Regions from separate parts of the Drosophila melanogaster genome. Here regions 1 and 2 are each linked to region 3. A link is a contact called in public Hi-C data. All regions are on one chromosome and are shown on one strand. The core of a region is the stretch at or near the end of the contact, and the rest is flanking DNA. Distances in the headings are between cores, read along the strand shown. Region 1 holds the start of CG5541. Region 2 holds the start of Gapdh2 (Glyceraldehyde 3 phosphate dehydrogenase 2). Region 3 holds the start of lncRNA:CR44888 (long non-coding RNA:CR44888).

The links. A called contact is a pair of places that touch in the nucleus more often than the background predicts.
Region 1: a Hi-C map of the OSC cell line shows a contact between it and region 3, with 4 times the contacts expected there. The contact joins the promoter of CG5541 here to the promoter of lncRNA:CR44888 in region 3. A contact is called at or near these places in 2 of 107 Hi-C or Micro-C datasets (the D17-c3 cell line and the OSC cell line).
Region 2: a contact with region 3 is called in a Hi-C map of the Kc167 cell line, with 1.9 times the contacts expected there. The contact joins the promoter of Gapdh2 here to the promoter of lncRNA:CR44888 in region 3.

What each region holds. Positions count from the first base shown.
Region 1 is chrX:15,041,025-15,045,558 of dm6, forward strand. CG5541 reads left to right here and starts at 3,099. Exons shown (of 5, transcript NM_206715.2): 1 at 3,099-3,259. All of the region lies in intron 13 of hiw (highwire), which reads right to left. It overlaps be (ben), which reads left to right. Exons shown (of 7, transcript NM_167424.2): 7 at 592-1,036.
Region 2 is chrX:15,866,877-15,871,102 of dm6, forward strand. It overlaps Gapdh2 (Glyceraldehyde 3 phosphate dehydrogenase 2), which reads left to right and starts at 1,269. Exons shown (of 2, transcript NM_080714.4): 1 at 1,269-1,367; 2 at 1,442-2,785. The coding sequence starts at 1,460. The coding sequence ends at 2,458. CG16952 reads left to right here and starts at 3,307. Exons shown (of 6, transcript NM_001298375.1): 1 at 3,307-3,612.
Region 3 is chrX:15,495,759-15,499,759 of dm6, forward strand. lncRNA:CR44888 (long non-coding RNA:CR44888) reads right to left here and starts at 2,104. Exons shown (of 1, transcript NR_123918.1): 1 at 1,765-2,104. The region is part of intron 2 of Gmap (Golgi microtubule-associated protein); the gene reads left to right.

The DNA of each region.
Region 1 (4,534 bases), core at 1,849-4,348, 450 kb before region 3:
TAGAACATAAGGACATTGTACAATTAATATCAAATAATAATATCACAGTTTGTATAGTAGTATCAATCATAAGCCTCACATCTTGTATTGCTTGTATTTACTTAAAACTAAAAAACAAAATAATCATTGAATCACAAGATGCAAATCCAACTGCATCACCAAGATTGCGGGCATCAACACCAATAGAAGGAGTGGAAGCATAAGCTTCCCTTTTAAAGGGAGGGAAGTAACATAATATGCTTCTCATATTACGTTTACATACTTACACTAATTGTACATACAATCTTGCACATGCATAAACACATGAAACCAGTTTACATTTTTACTTACACTTAAGCGCATAATTTGTTGTGCATCCATACCGTTATTTTTCCGTTCTTTTTTGTACACATATACTGATTAGACATTCCCGTTTCTCGCGACTCACTTCGAGCCGATCAAAAACTCTGTACAGTCAGTCTTAAGCCGACAACGAAGAAATAAAGATCTAAACTAAAAAATACCTCGTGTTGATTCTGAAACTTCTTTAAAGGCGTTGATCTTAGTCAAACGACGGATCATTTGTTCGACTCGAATAGTAAAATACGTAAGTATATATATATATATATATATACCTATGAATCTGCCACAATCTGTCACACCTGCCAGCCACAAAAAAGAGTATAAGATGAGTGAATGATTAGAGAGAAACAAAAAATACCGAAAACACAATGTGATATTCTCTGGATATGCGATGAACTGAGGAGACCTACGCATATACCTAATTAGCTAGGGAGAAGCGAACTAGGAGATATAAACCATAAGCTAGATTAAGTGAATTAAATTTAAATAAATAGCCCGATCGACCAAGTGCCTGCAGATATAATATATGTCGGGGCTTAAATGGAAAGGTACGTCATATCTTTATCGACAGAGTTTTCATATAACTCTGCGCCCCAATTATATTGTATTTTGTATTCTAAACCAGAACATGATACATTGTTCATGATATGTGTCAATAAACAGATCACATTTTAAGTAGATGTACCAAGAATGTATTTTAATGTATTATACTTTTGTTATATCATCAAGCTTTTCATTAAAACTGTGAATACCATTTTGAATATTATTATTTTTTGTAATTTCAAGTTCTCAGGAACAGTCTGAAGTGAGAAAAGTCCAAGTCAAGCAATAAACAAACCTTAGAACCCATTTATACAATTTTTATCCAGAGGGTGGCATATCAAATGGCCATTTGACTTCTCAGTTACTCGAACAAAGCACTCGCCAATACATACATATGTACATAAATATTAATCTCTATTGGCTTACACAGCTGTTTAGCTGTTTCGAACAAACGGCTACTATAAACAAAAACTGAAAATAATATCAAATTGAATCCCAAAGACAGAGAGACAAAGCCCAAGTAAAATGCCAGGCGGGTGTGCTGAAATTGCATTTTGAAATGTTGCTTAACTTGATTTGCAAGCGCGATCGACGAGCTGTTTCGTTGCGAATTAAACGTTGTTGCGGCTTTTGCAGCCGCGGCTGCCATGCAAATGCGTTCTAAAAGCCTTTTCGAGTTATTAATGTGCATATATGGTCAGTAAGTCAGTCAGTCAGCTTGATCAAAATAAACGCCACACTGCGAGAAAACCAAATCAAGTGCATCAAATTGGTATGAAAGGGCGTTCTTTTTTCGTTTGAAAGTGTATTTTCCAAAAAATATCAAAATTATCAAATTTGTTATGTTTTTTAAACTAGCATGTTTAAGTCAAGAATATATAGAAGGTATATTACACTTTTAATCATTTCAGTGCAGGCATAAAGGAATGTGTTAGCAAAAAGCAGCATACATTTGTTAAATAGAATAGGCATATTTATGACCGAATTACCTCACAGTCATCCATTTCAAAAAGTTAAATCGCTTGCTTGCTAATAAATTCTCCAAAACAGCCATAAATATGAAATGCTCAATTTGCCATACTATTTATTCGCATACAGGAATGAGTTCACCTATTCAAAGCTTGAGATATGGAAGTAACGCAACTTGGGAATCCGTTTTAAATTAAAATAGTAATGTGGAAAAGGGTAAATAGTGCCATTACAAACCGCTTTATCTGCGGAGCCTTTCGTCACATTAGTTTTTACATACATACATATGTACATATTTACATAGCCTGAATCTTGAAAAGCGAACCGCTAAGTGCTCCATGTTTGCAGTTGCCATCGAGTAAATTTGATTTGATTTGTGTTGATCTACTGTCCACCTCTTCATTCTCCCCATTTCCCATCCTTTTCTCGTCTTCTCTTCTGCACTCTTCTTTGGCCCCTCTTTCATCGCTTTTTGCGGGGGCTTTTTAAAAAGTGTCAAGTAATGCGTGGCATCGTTCAATTAAGCGCAGTGCAAGAAATTCAGATACAGATTTAAATTAAAATCCATGCTCAGCTTTAACTTGACATACACTCAGAAAAGCGAGGGGAAGTACCAAAAATTCTTCTGGATTCCATTTACTTATAAGTAGAAAGTCAAAAATTCGTTCAAAAGGAACAAATAATTTTGTTTTACATTTTGTGCAGCTAATAAACGCAAAAATTCTTCACCTTTTTGTGTGGTATTTTTTGGTTTAGTTTTGAGTGTTTTGAGCTGGCGATCGTTTGAGAGACGCAGCCGCTAAATCGCCGCAGCCAAAGCGGCGCTCGTTCCACTGAAATCCGCTCAGAAGAGCGCAGAGAGCAGTTAAAAAATCTACGACAAAAGGGGAGAATACAACAGTGATGATAGCGCCGAAAGTGGCGGAAAAACGCTAAACAAAATTGAAAGTCACATCTAAACATTACGTATACGCCGTAGTGGTGACAAATTACACATACGACTAGTTGAACGGACTGAATTAAATTACTTTTATAATAGTTATAGCTTAACAATAGTTGTAGGCGCTACTCGTATTGAAAATTTATTATGTAGCGAACGTTCGCTAACATGTTTTTGAGTGCCTTGGTTAGTTTAATTCGACCCATTAGGTCGAATGAAATTCTGGCACATTAGTAGCCAAATGAGCATCACTGACTTCTGGCCGGAGGTTGGGCATTCGCGTTTGGCGTTCGCCGCTTTGGCGCTCAGTTTGTCATTTGCACGCGCTTACGCCGGTTGGCCGCCCAACAAAAACAAGGCTGTAGAATACATAAACCGCCTGACCGACCGCTCGCGTGTTTTTAGTTTTAGCAGCTAATATAAATACATAAATGCGACTATTTACTTGGGCAATTTGCGACTAAGGTGCGCTTAAATACAACACTTATTTTTTTGAGGTGCTGCCATCGTTTTCATATGTGCCAAAAGCCAAGAGTGTGTGCGTTTCTGGAACAGCCATAAAGTTCAAAGTAATAAAAAAAAAGTAATAGGGAGAGAAGGAAAAACTGTTTGCAAATCTGCTGGGCAAGCCAAAAAAGAATGCAAATAAACGGAGAGAAAGAATTCTTTCCTCTTTTCAGCTCTCTTCTCCTGATTTTGTTACTTGTGATCACAGCCCACGCATCAAAACAAAACAAACAGAACACAAACAAACCGAAGCCCCAAACAAGAATTTAGCATCTCTCCATTCTTGTGTTTTATTCTTGTTTCGCTTTTTTTTTTGCAATTCCCCCAGGGGAATATAAATTAGCAGTGTAGAATTGTGAACAAACGCCCCCTTGCTAAATAAAATATACATGTACATATGTATATACGTATTTAAATTGGCAGACACCTTGCCATATATCCATATCCATTATGTCCGCTGCTCGTCATCATCGTATTTCGATACTTCAAGGTTAAATGACGTCGGAGAAAAGCAAACGTTAAATAAAAATCTGTTTTTAGTTGGCGTTTGTCGTAAAAACTGTTTCGGATCGGCAAAAAGTCCAACCCCAAAGTCATTGTTACAAAAAGGTATTCGAAATTTGCTCCAGGCCACAGTCAAGTCTCTGAAAAACGAACCCTTTTGGGTGTTAATTGGATATCCTTACTATATATAGAAACAAATCACTGTTGTTCTATACAAATTCAATAATCCCTTCGGATTCTAAATTAAATTGGTTTTCTTTGAACCTTTTTAGGATTTTTAGCGGTATAATTTATATTTTGAGTTCGATTTCACTTAAGGAACTTTTACTTTTACGAAATGTTGATCGAAAATTGTGCCAAGTGTATGGAAAGAGGTGGCGCAGAACAAAAAAGCAAAGCAAATGCCCGCTTTTCAAGTAGTAGAAAGCAATGAGCAGGCTAAAAACATTAACCCCGTCAAGTGCCCTCAGCATTCTACGTACTACTACTTTTTCGTTTTTTTAGGCGGTTGGACCTTTGGCCAAACCTAGCTTCGCTTTTAACAATGAACTTCGGGCTCTGAAAGAAAGTTGGTGACTATTTTGCTAGAGATAAGAATTGCTTAATCGCTGGAAAGCTTGTAGGTAATTGTTTGACACATTTAGAATGAACGCAGAAAATGGCAAATTCAAAAAGATTGGAATATACTCCTAAGCTAAGTCTGATGAAAGTTGTATCTAATCATTTTTA
Region 2 (4,226 bases), core at 19-2,518, 370 kb after region 3:
AATTTATAAAATGTAAAAGATAAGGCAACAGAAATGTTGAGTTCTTGTCAAATTGCATATTTCAACATTTTAATGTTGGCGCGCTTATTTGAATTTTCACTGCTATGTTCATAATTAAGGGTTGCACTGAAAACAAATCGATAAATATATAAAAAGAATGAAAAGAATAAAAAGAATGTTAAATGATTACAATATCGATTATTCAGTTTGGGGAAGGAGAAATGATTAATTTGCAGATACCTTTTTTTTTACTACAAATGATTGTATGAATAAAATACTCCCAAATTAATTGATTTTGATTATATATCGTTCGTATACATATGTTTTAATATTTATATAAACGGGATCTGCTGATTTTAAGAACATATGTATATACATGTTTATATATAATAAAAAAAGGTAAATGAATTCTGCGTGACTCAAAAGGTCACATTCACTTAGTTTTCATCATAAAGTTATACAATTTCGTTGTTATGGGTACATGGAATTTTGTGACTAACACTATTTATTACCATTAGCGTTTAAAATTCATGAAATTTGGATGCCTACTTGAGCTGTCAGGTGTTTTTCATTTTAACAATGGGATGACAACAGCACAATTGCTTAAATGAAATCATCAAAACGGATAATTTAATTACTTAGACAATTATTTCATCTAATATTGTAGTTATGCATAGAAGATATATACATATTTACATGTATATGTATCTTTGTACATATGTACATGTATTGTACAGATTAATGTCACGTACCGGCGAAACTTCAATTTGCTCAGAATATGACCTCTAAATTTTAATATTAATGAAATTGATGAATATGTATTTATGTGGGGATGTTAGGATTTTTCCATTTGCATTTACTTATGTACATATTTATGTACAATATAACCAATTGATGTTCATCAGACGTGCTCATATATGTGTATGTTTCGTGTGCCTATATATGCACGTATGTAATTGCCGGCAACTAAGCTCACAAGAAAGCTCAACTTCCGTCAACAAAATTGAGCAGGTGAAATGGCCATAAAAATATCCCAATAAACATTTGTCCGTATAAATTAAAAAATCCATATACTTTATAGGTCACTTTAACTGTCTAAGATCAGAAGTTTTTAAAGTTAAGCGTATCTTATGTACATATCTACTTATTATATTCATATAATGATGCTTGCAAAAAGTCTATTGGGTAGCATTGAGCTTTCACGTTACTGAGAGCAAAAGCTCTTTTTTATTGCGGTAGCCGCTCTCGAGCTTGACATGCACGTCCTTCATCTGACTTTGAACAATTTTTCGCCCGAGTTTTCGCCCATAGAAAGCGCTCAAAATTTCTCAGCCATCACAGTCGATTCCTTGCAAGCAAGCCGATAGGTAGTGTTTCCCTCAATTCCGCGGAAAACTTTCCAAGTACTAACTGCTTTACATATACATACATTACTTTCCAGATAAACAAAAAGTTAACCATGTCGAAGATTGGTATCAATGGATTTGGTCGCATCGGCCGCTTGGTTCTCCGCGCCGCCATTGATAAGGGCGCCAACGTTGTGGCCGTCAACGATCCCTTCATCGATGTGAACTACATGGTCTACCTGTTCAAGTTCGATTCGACCCACGGACGTTTTAAGGGCACCGTTGCCGCCGAGGGCGGTTTCCTGGTGGTCAACGGCCAGAAGATCACCGTCTTCAGCGAACGCGACCCGGCCAACATCAACTGGGCCAGCGCTGGTGCCGAATACATCGTGGAGTCCACTGGCGTGTTCACCACCATCGACAAGGCATCCACTCACTTGAAGGGCGGTGCCAAGAAGGTTATCATCTCGGCCCCATCCGCCGATGCTCCCATGTTCGTTTGCGGCGTCAACTTGGATGCCTACAAGCCCGACATGAAGGTGGTCTCCAACGCATCGTGCACCACCAACTGCTTGGCTCCTCTGGCCAAGGTGATCAACGACAACTTCGAGATCGTCGAGGGTCTGATGACCACCGTTCATGCCACCACCGCTACCCAGAAGACCGTCGATGGACCTTCCGGCAAGTTGTGGCGTGATGGACGTGGCGCTGCCCAGAACATCATTCCAGCTTCCACTGGAGCTGCCAAGGCCGTGGGCAAGGTTATCCCCGCCCTCAACGGTAAGCTCACCGGAATGGCATTCCGTGTGCCCACTCCCAACGTTTCCGTGGTCGATTTGACCGTGCGCTTGGGCAAGGGTGCGTCCTATGATGAAATTAAGGCCAAGGTTCAGGAGGCCGCCAACGGACCCCTGAAGGGTATCCTGGGATACACCGATGAGGAGGTCGTTTCTACCGATTTCCTCAGCGACACCCACTCGTCGGTGTTCGATGCCAAGGCTGGCATTTCGCTAAACGACAAGTTCGTGAAGCTGATCTCTTGGTACGACAACGAGTTTGGCTACTCCAACCGCGTCATCGACCTGATCAAGTACATGCAGAGCAAGGATTAAATGTGGAACACCAAGAACACTACCCACCCACACTCTACGTAAAAGTTAAAGATTAGGGCGCGGTAGAATGGGGTGAGACACTTCAGAAACGGCCTGAAAATGGCATCACATAACTTATATATATATTGCTCCCCGGTGGAGCATCACCTACATACATATGCGCTATGCTCTGAAATGCTACTGTTTTCGCTCTTCAATTACCAGCCACATTGGAAAATTATTAATATAATACATCCATTATACACATAAATATGTTTACTGTTGTTGAATAAAGTTTCACTCTGTGTGTAGTTTTAAAAATGCCGACTCATAAGCATTTAAATATTTATTTTTGCCTTTTTATTTGGTATAAACCGTTGAAATACCTAAAATAGTATGAGTATTACTTTAAATTGTTTTTTTCATTTGCTATATTTGGAAGTAATATATATATAACAGAAATGTGTCGATATTTTTTTTAAGTCGATTGGTTTTTGAATGATTACATAACTTGTTAAAGTTTTCAAATAATTTTAAATGAGCCTGATTCTATGGTATTGTTATCGGCAAAAATCGGGCTTTTACAGATTTCGATAAGAGCGACCTTAAACCCTTCAGTTGAAGCAATGTATAAACAGAAGTTATCGATATTTGGAGAGACTAACGGTGGCATATTGTCTGTGTAAGCCTGGCTTTTTGGATACATTTCTGAGAAAATAATGTTTCTCTGCCGATTTATATTTGCATAATTGGCAAATATAATCAAATATTTTGGTTGACTGCATCATTTCAACAGCACTTCACCATTATATCGTTATCGATATTTAATCGCTTGCTATACCGTCTTTTCGATTAATTTTCTCACACGGGCACACTAATTTTCAGAACATTTTAATACTGGCATGTAAATAAAATAATCAATTGATGAAACCTTAAAATAAAATGTGAATTATTCAACATGCAGTAGCAACAAACGGACACAAATCAGCATAAGAGTTCAAGACTTCTGGTTCTTGATGAATGTAAATGAAAGTTACCGAGTGAAAACGCCATAACTTGTGTAAAACTGACGGGGCGAACAAAGAGTATGTTTTCCGAGCGAATTTAACGATTGTGCAGTGTGTGTGTGGTACACATTTTCCCCAACGAAATATAATGAAACATAAGTGCATCGGGTAAAATCATCTCGAGTTCACATCTTACGTATGTGCGTAGTGAACATAAATCTGTATACATATTGGTATATACATATGTATGTATGTTGGAGATATACGTGCGGACGCTTTAATAATTAATATTTATAAACGGTGGCTAAACATTTCGAATATCTTTGTTAACATTATACCGTAACTTGTAATGTTTTTCAATGCAAATTGTACACATGTATAGAAATTTTAATAGATGTTCAGTTGCACATGTGCAACAGTGCGTTTCTCTATACATATGCTCATCTATTTTTGTGCATGTAATTTTAACATTTCAATGTTGTTCATGAATGAGTTTTGGAAAATATAGTCCAATTTAAATAGCGGTTAAAAATGCTGGAAAAAGTCTTGTAAGAATGTGTATTTGGCTGCAGATGTGAACTGTTTATACATACATATACATATGTACATATGGCACTGTCGTATTGGCAACTTCGTGTGTACATAAGAGTATATATGTGTGTATGTATTTTGTGGATTTAAGAGAAACGAAATATTAGAATGTAAAGTGCTTGCTTTTAATGGTTTCAAAAATGTAACAGTGGAAGTTTGTAAAAAGATTCATAATATTTCTACTTTTGCTT
Region 3 (4,001 bases), core at 854-3,353:
CGTGTTTTCCACATATTGATCGAACGTGTGCAAATAAAATACAATTTAAATATTTATTATCTTTGCAGTTCGTTAGCATCTTGTATCTGCTTAAGGCAGCGGTGTGTAGTTGGACCCACTCTCGTTCGCGGGGTACTTAACCTAGTTAATTCTACTGGGTATTACTTCAGAATGAATGTAAAACTATTTGTGGTATTTTTCCAAAACGATCAATGATCAATGGTCTTAAAATAGTAACTGTTATATCCCTGCATTGGTTAACCTTTTTTTATATGGTATATTATCAATATAACTAGCTATATATGAAGTTATATTGTTACAAGGACATTCCCAAAATCCCCCCAAGAGTTTACGCCTCTGTTTTTGTCTCAATATGGAGTACTCTCTATTATTTCCGCCACATAAATGGGCGTTTCTTCGACATATTGGCTCGCTGAAGAAAGCACAGTGACGTATTCATTGAAATACGAAGCAATCCGAAGATGAAACCGAAATGGCAGCGAGGAAGAATTTATTATACAATCGATTTAAACAATTGGCGCCACAAAGACGGTGACTTTTGTGTGGGATATGGGCAAGGGGGAGTGAGGCGTGGCAGGGTTGGTGGAGCTTTAGTTATTGCAACGGGTGGGGAGGGGGAGCGGGGGTTGTGTGTGTGGTGTACTGTACTTAACGCATGTTAACGCCACTGTTAACTTGCACGCCCGATTGATATGAACGTGGAACAAGGAAGCTAAGTACAAGGGTCCCCCCTTTGAACAATTCGCTTTGCACTCGCAACCGAACGAAATGCATTTGAAAAGCGTGCAGATGTGTGTGTGTGTATGTGTTTGTGTGTGTGTGTGTGTGCATCTGTGTACTGGTGTTGCGCATTGTTGTGCTGGCTGTTGTTACAGTTGCTTTTTTTTTTCCTCCCATTGCTGATAAAAGAAAAGCCCCCAAAACTAATTAACGCCTGCAACGTGTTTGCTGCCAGTATATAATGACATATACCTACATTTTGTACATACTTACATATATATCACCAAGCATTGATAGTGTTCCCCCTTTCCCCCTCGCCCTCCCCATACCCATACTCTTCCTGCCCAACCAAAAAGGTGCGAAAGAGATGGCCACTATGGGCTTGGGGTCTAGACGATTGTGTGTGCTGTGTGTATTTCTACCTTCATGGGTTGACTGTATTTTTATCTGCTAATTAAACACAGACGCTCGATTGCGCCAGTAACAAATACAACAGAAACAGTGAAAACAGCAACTGAAACAGAAACAGAAACCGAAACCGTACAGAAACACCAGTAACAACAGCCCGCTTAAAGTCAACGACGTGGCCATATGGAACCACTAGAGAACCGCATATACCATATACCATATAATACCATATATCATATACTACATAGATGATATAGCCGAAAATATACTCTGAATTACGGCGAGGCAGTTTGGAATTGTGCTTGCACAGCGAAAAGATGAAACTACATGCGTTGTCCGGGTGTCGTCTTTCTTCATCAAATCTCTTGGGAAAGCAAGGAAACGCGACTGGTCTATCTAAATGGCACGTAATGCCTATGTAGCCAGCTTTTTGTCGCATCCTGCCGTCCCTTTCTAAGCCAAACCTTTTTTCAACTACTCCCCCCCCCCCCTCCATGCAACGATACGCGGGCTTATTTGTTTTCTTTTAACAACTTGCTATCTCTATCTCTGGACTCTCCCAAAAGGAACTCAAATGAGGGGAGTCTTAGGAGAGCTCAGCCAATACAGTGTAGGGTCTTAAGCTAGGAAATATTGTCAATTGCAGCATGTTAAAGATGCTAATTCCACTTTATTATGAAATTTTGGTACGGGTTCAAAGTTGCTGATGAATAGAACTGGCTCTTTATTCAAAGCAATGCACGTTAGAAAGATTTTGGGAATTTCGGGTCTTGAGATTACGGTTTTCAAAGATCGTCATAGAGTTGTCGGACTGTAGGTGTATTTTAGACGGCGGTGCAGCGTCGCCAGAAGTGGCAGAGGGGCGGTAGGACGGTTTGGGGGCGGGGCAGCAGAGGCGGTACAGACGATTGAGGCGATCGGAGAGCGGCCAGCAGAGAGCATACATCACTGAGCGCTGAGAACAAACAAAATGAGCAAAATAAGCAAATAAAGCCGTCTCCAGCGGTACAACAACAATAGCGACAACAACACCATCGCACACACACACACACGCACACACATAAGCAATTCTTTAAACAACACAAAAAGAAAAAAAAAGAAAATAAATAAAAACAACAACAAACGTCGCTTAATTTCAAGTTAAATAGCCGACGCGCATTATTTGAGTTTTGAAATGGAGAGCAAGTCGAAGTTGCTGGCTACGTGTGCATATCGCCATACATATGTACACATACATACATATATCCGAATCCATGTACAAATGCCCATGTACCCACATCCATCCCACCGCCGAGTGAGGTTATGTACGGCTGTCATGATAAATGTCTTACCATTTTATCCATTAACCCCGTCGCTGCTATCTCCCCACCCAGCGCGGTCTTTATCTCTGATTTTATACCTTTCAAATGAATCAGAGTTATGAATCATAGTCGCGATTGGTCGGGTTCATCAACTCAATGGCTATGTCCTTTGAACTGTTTTTAAACTGGGATCCAAACTCACCAAACTCATCAAAGTCTTGCTTTCATCACGCAGTTTTAAAGTATATCTAATGGGATCAGTATGACCATAGTTGCTAAGCAATAAAAATATAATTCAAACGCAAAAACGCTAATCATTCATTTAATGATGTGAAACTCTAACGTGACGTGCTGGAATTCGATAAAGCAAGTAACTGTGTAATAGGTATGCTTTTGATATGCTGGTAATATGTTTTTGATGGGTACCAGATAATAAAATTGATATTAAAGCTTGGTAATAATAATTTGTTATATTATATAATATAGATTAGCGTAGCTCGACTTTAGAGAATCCTTTACACATAACACATATAACCAAATATATAGTTAGAAACTAGAACTTCAAACGGTTTTAATAGTTCCCACTTAGCCTGAGTTCGTTTCAAAGATATGATGATCCTTATTCGCGCCATCTGTCGTCTCTTTCGCTCGCTCTTTCCCCACCGATGGCGCTTCGTGCTGCGCTTCGTGTGCTCGGCTCGACGACTTCGGCACTGGCTTCGTGTGCGGCTTCGGCTGCAGTTCCGTCGCATGCGATCGCCGCCGGTCGCTATTTCCACCGGCGCACTGCACGCAACAATCACTCGTCGATCGCTCGCTCAGCGGATCGGACGTACCGGTATTATCGCTCCTCCGTTGCCTCGGTCGCAATCGCTGCTCGCGTCGGTGCGGCGTTGCCACCCCCTCGAAACCGAAAACCCATTATAAAGTTTGAAACATATATATCCTAAACAGAACAATAAGTTTAACTAATTTTTTTTTGTATCGCTGCCTTAAAATTGTATCGCGTAATTAAGTGAAAAGTTGCATTACATTTGACTCTTGTTTTTTCCTCATTTTTTTTTCGAACAAAACCTATTATTTTTTTGATTTGTTTTTGCTTGTGATGAACGGAACGGAAAAGCCGAATGAGAACATATTAAATTAAAAAAAAAAAAAAATTGAAAAGACCGGAAAATAATTTGAAGGCAAAATTTACTGCCCAGCTGCCAAATCGAAATTGAAAATCGCCGCTCAGCTGACGAGTAAAAAACTGTAAGTTGTTGCTAAATGTAATTGTTGCCGTCAGTTAATAATGCCCATTAACTTAGCCGGTTGGTTCAGGGGGTCAGGGTGGGGGCCAGAAAGAGACGGGGCTAGTCGTAGAGTGACTTGGCTTAAACTTGAGCTAACTTGAGTTATTCCTCGCTTTTTTAGCCCCATCTCGCTTTTTTTTTCGTTTAAGCCCGCCTTGACTTTCGACTTTTGTCGCGTCTTGACATCTCCTCTTATTAACTATGTAATTTTCTCTTGGTTTTTATTGCACTGCATACACTAAATTATTGTGTTTAT